Linked DNA regions of Drosophila melanogaster: region 1 is linked to region 2. Evidence: chromatin contacts called from public Hi-C data. All regions are on one chromosome and are shown on one strand. The core of a region is the stretch at or near the end of the contact, and the rest is flanking DNA. Distances in the headings are between cores, read along the strand shown. Region 1 overlaps kek6 (kekkon 6). Region 2 holds the start of nyo (nyobe).

What was found. Hi-C and Micro-C count contacts between places; a contact is called where the count stands out from the background.
Region 1: a Hi-C map of the Kc167 cell line shows a contact between it and region 2, with 1.5 times the contacts expected there. A contact is called at or near these places in 32 of 107 Hi-C or Micro-C datasets (the Kc167 cell line, the ML-DmBG3-c2 cell line, the OSC cell line and 13 more) and 1 of 7 datasets of targeted methods (the Kc167 cell line).

The regions. Positions count from the first base shown.
Region 1 is chr3R:31,651,375-31,654,074 of dm6, reverse strand. All of the region lies in intron 2 of kek6 (kekkon 6), which reads right to left. Among named protein-coding and RNA genes, the nearest start is that of Zmynd8, 17 kb to the left of the region's middle.
Region 2 is chr3R:31,541,754-31,544,453 of dm6, reverse strand. nyo (nyobe) reads right to left here and starts at 1,422. Exons shown (of 9, transcript NM_143614.2): 1 at 927-1,422.

The sequences.
Region 1 (2,700 bases), core at 140-2,639, 110 kb before region 2:
GATTGAGAGCTTCCATCTCACACTCGCAGCTATCTGGGACATTATTGAAGCCAAAACAATAGACTGGCCCCAGGGGAATCAATAAAATCGGTCCGTAATCAGCCACCTGCAAGGCTTCCTCCGGTAATGCGGGGCTCCGAGTTTCCTCCGAAACGCATTGTATTGGAGGTACGTCCATTGTGAGCCGTATAAATAATACCCCGCGCACGGCTCAGCTTAAACTATTGTCTTACCGAGCTGGCTTCCAATTTATCTGCTAACTTCTAATCAATTCAAACCTGCAATTGAAATGAGACCTAATTGGCGTCCGCATCAGGAGCAAGAGCAGGAACAGGAGCAGGAGCAGGCCTTCGAGCTCAGCTACCCCATTCATTATATTTTCATTTCGTTTCAGTTTCGAATCAACTCGACGCAACAGTGCGTGCAAACAGTTATTTAACAGTAAGTCAACAATAACAAGTAGCCGCCCTGTTGGATTCGCTGGAAATTCACCATTTACCATTTACAATTTACAATTTCTGTGTTAATAGGAAAGGCGGTATTGATTGAGTTGGCTTATTGGCAGCTTATAAATAGCAATGCTTTTCCAGCCCTCCCTGCAGTTTGTCCTCTACTTGGTTTAATTGGAAAATTACAATTTTCTCTGAAAACATGACCATTTTAGTTTCAGTTAAGATTTCCGTTGAAATCATATGCTCTTCATAGAGAAACAATTTGAGATGCCTGTCGAAGATTGAACGCGATATATTTACTTTTTCATTCCAAGAAGATGTAATGATGAACCTCATTCAAATGGCTTTCCAAGGAATCAATATATGTACATACGGAGTAGCGTTGTGTCAACATCTAATAATACATTTCATCGATGGGCAATCCGCATCAGCCACATCGTGTAGCCCGTAATATGAGCTGTGTCAAGTTGATTGACGGACTTAATTGATTGAAGCCCACTTAAAACCATAATGCACACACCAGTGACCGGCCGGCAAAAATCCCCATTATTATTTGCCCTTTTGCGAGGAGAGTATCTCAATTTCGGCCTAGACCGCAGATCAACATTTCGCAAATGTCGTGTTGCTGGTCGCATTGTTGTTGCCACTGTTGTTTGGCTGTCAGAGCTTACAATTGTTTGCCATCCTTGTCATCGTCGTCCTGGTGGTTTTGCTGCAATTCCGTTTTGGGCAGCAGCTGTACCTATAACTCGAGCTGCTGCCGCTGGATGCTGCTGCATGCTGCTGCTGCTGCTGCTGCTGCTACTGCTGCTGCTGTTGCGTTTGCTGCAGCTGCGCATGCCGGTCTGCTCTTGGCAGCTTTACAACTGCGAGACCATTTGAGTTGATGCCGCCCAGGCGAGTGAGAGGAGTGGAGCCCGGCCAGACATTATAGTCGTCAGTTGCTGCCCCATTGTTGCATTGTTGTTGCCGCTGCTGCAACTGGCGACGCCAGCGACATGACCTCAGCACACAATTTTCGGGGAAAGACGGCGGGCAGGGGTAAGGTTATTCCCCGGATTTGTATGCGTATGCCATGTCCTGTATGTTGTGCACACTGAGTACTGTGCGAGCCATCAGTATATTTGTGTAGAACCACAGAGGCACATACAAACGAGTCGAAGGATGCCGTCCAGGATGCCGGGATGCCGGTATGCCTGGATGCCAGGACGATGATGATGGTGACGAGCGGCGGCGGTGCTCATATTTTGCCCAAGACCACAATCAGGACCACGACCAACAGGAGCAGCGCCAGGACAATTGCAATGCAAACAATACGGAAGCGGCAAGGAGCAACTGCAGCGTCGGAAATGGGCTGAAGAAGTTGGGAAGATGCCACAGCAAACAAGAGCAGTGGTGTTTGGTTTTTATAATGCAACTCAGTTGCAACAGGAAGGCAATAGAATATAAATCCAATTTATTTTGTCATTAAGTAAAAAAGAATTCTTCGATAGAGATTTGTCAAGTGCTTAAGGAATGTAGATCTAAAAACATTTATGACAGAAATGTACTTCTTTGGCCACTTGTACTTTTGTTTTGTCCGAAAACGCATTATAAAAGGTTTTTGGAGTGAAAATCGGAAAACATTTGGCTGAGAGCTGAAAGAAAATAGTTTTTGGACAGCTGCAAGCATTAGTTAACTATCCGTACCACTTTTAGCCAGATCCTAGGAAGTTCATTTTTTTGACCATTTTGAATTTGTTAATAAGTGCTTGTTTCATCACAATTTATTGAAAAAAATTTCAAAAAATTTTAAGTTGTAAATTGGTATCCCAATCGATTGGGAATACTTTTAAAAACATAACAAGGTATTCCTATCCAATTTGGAAAAAATTTTCGCTTAGTTATGGAGAAAACATTGGTTTTGGGAGCATATCGAGGCAAAAAGTGACGTTTTTTGTATATAACTCGGATATTTTTTGACCAACAACTAAAAAAAATGGTCTTTTTGGATAGCTATTGACACCAGCTAACGATCGGTACCACTTTTTGTCGGATCCAAGAAAAATAATTTTTGGGCTTATTTTTTATTTTTTTATAAGGGGACATACATCACAATTTTTTGCCAAAATTTTCAAAAAATAAAAAGTTTTATATTGGAACGCCAATGTATTGGGGACACTTTAACAAACTTAACAAGGTATACCAATCCATTTTTGGACCATTTTTGAAATAGTTATCGTGAAAATGGTCGTTTAAGAAGGAATAT
Region 2 (2,700 bases), core at 173-2,672:
CTCACCGAAGAAGAACCCTCGCTAGCCAACCAACACGGTAGCTGACACTCAATGGATCATTTCAGCCGGTGGTCTTTGGCTTTCTTTGGTTCTCTGGCTTTAGCCTTGCTCTTCAGATCATCAACGCCTTTTATCAGGGTCGGGGTCCTGTTCTAGTATCTCTTTTTCCCCACTCTTTGCTCGTGGGTTCTATTCTGACACGTTGCATTGTGGATTTCACACCACATCGGGGGCTTAATTATTTTAATTGCCCGCCCTGTGTTCACTTTTAATTGTGGGGACTCTAGATGATCTATAAAAGACAGCACAAGACAACGAAACTTAATGAATCTGTTGCCAATTAATGCAAATGTCTGGATGCCATCACAATTGCAATCTGGATACATTATTTTTGATTGCAGCGAGAAATAGTAAGTCTAAGAAGCATTCGGCGGCCATTGTCTTTACATTTATTATTTTTTCTGCAACTTGTGTGAATATATACAAAATTTGTAATTTGATTACAACACTTTTTTTCTGTGCCCTTTAAGGATGCATTAATTCATTTTTGAAGTATAATGTGAATTTTTTTATTGATCGACCGAGCTACTTAGTCCTTATCTAAGGTCATTTAATACTGTATCTTTTTATATTCACAGTTCGAAATCTTCTGTTATCTGAGAGCAAATATTTAAGGAAGAACAACTACAAAAATTAAAAAAATATTTTTGATTCCAAAGGTAAGTGAACCGCTATGGAAAGCACTTGAATTATTTATTTTGAACTCAATGGGGATTGGGGGAAATTCTGTAATCAATCGACCCAAGGTTGTTCTCAAAGCAGATTGTTTAACGAAGAAGGAGATTTCTTGCCGATCACTGTTTCTGAATTTCTTACTTGTCATTGCGCATATTACGTGTGTGTGGTAAAAGTTAATAAACACTCACTTGGCCAGAATATTTTGCAACTGCAACTGTAACTTGGGGTCGTGAGTTCTGGAAGTGACCGAAAAGTATCCTTTCCTTTCGGATTGTCTTGTTCTCCTGCCTTTTTCGGCTATCGATGCTGAGTCACGCTTCACTTTCGAGATGAGTTTTATTCATGTATGTAAATGATCACTGTTTGCTGATTACACACATTGCACATCGGTGGGTATTGAATGTTGCACTTGACTTTGCTGGTAGGTTGCTCCTCGTCAAAGCCGCGGACTAAAGTTCCTTGTAACGCGATTCGGTGCTTTTGTGAATTATTTTTTGGTTGCCAAGTCGCGAGATCGCTGCGAGCTTGACCGTCGAGAGTTGACCGAATAACTAAAGCAAACTCCGGGCTAATCAGTCGTTATATAAGTTGCTCACGGAGGAGTTTTGAGTTCTTCAGTTGCCTTTCTTTAGCTGCTTTGCTGCGCTGCTCGCGTGCGTTCGCCTTGACAATGGCCAACGATATAAAGTGCTGCCGAGCATAGAGCTCAAAAGAAAGCCAAAAAACACACAAAGCGGTCGGGCAAAGAAAGCCAATGCCAAAGCCAGAGAAATGAGTGGCAAACACAAACGGCTCAAAGCCAAACTCTCGTTTGAGTGAGTTGTGCTGAGCTGTGGGGGAAAAGCGAGTGGGTATTGCATTTCTCTCGGGATGACGCTCTTCTGGGGCTCTCTTCGCTTCAGGTGCTCTCTTCTGGGGCACATGTGGCATATTTCATTGAGTCCCGTCGCGGTCCATTCATAATTTCGATTACCAAATCCCCCGGCTGAAACGGAACCACGAGGGTTCAAAACGGGCACACACGACGTTCAATATCATTAATTAAATTGAAATCAGTTCTCGAGCTGCGAGCTGAGATCGTAGAGAAGGAGATCGAACTGGAGATCTAGAACCGGGGAAAAATCAATTTGGCCCATGAGATCGCACTTAGTCGAGTTATTGGTACATGAAAATTATGATATTACTTCTTGGCCAACTTGAATTCTCATTTTTCACTCGTCTTGTGGTCAGCCAGGCAGTGTCGTGCGTTTTATGCTCCATAAAAGCTGTCCAGCACCGCAGTTTAAATGAATTAGGAGCCCAAAACGAAGTCAACTTGAATAGAAAGGTGCAGCAGAATCGAGGAAGAAATCAAAACGTCCATCAATTGATCACACAGCCCCTGAAGATGCCAAAGAAAGTTACAGATTTGTCGGACAGCGTAGATCAACAAATGATTTAATAACATTTCTATTGAGTCATTAACATGTTAGGCTCATAAATTGAACGATTGGAACGATCAGCCAATGTAAACATAGGCGATCACAAAACAATCGATACAAAGGGACACCGAAAAATGAATCAATTTGGGATCGGATTTTGGATTGTTGTGGAATCGGATGACGGCAGACGGGAGACCTTTCGCTTTCAACGAAGCTGTAACTGAAAAGCGGCACGATCTTCTGCATACTGATGAGTCCACGAGGCGTTCGTCACAATCTGGAGAAAGCTAAGCCAAATCAAAGAAATCCACAACTGAAGACAAAGCGACAATTGCTAAATGAAATGTCGCGCAAGGAAGCGCAAATTGTAACTCTTGCAAAGCGGCAATCAAATGTCGCCGGAAATGTTTACACAAAGCGCTCGAAAATGCCCAAAAATGTTTTGAAGAGGTGGAAAAAAAGGGGATTGAAGGGGTTAGAAAGGCAATTTGCATTTCACCGTGTGACAATGACAGCTGCTTAATGATGATGCACGTTGATT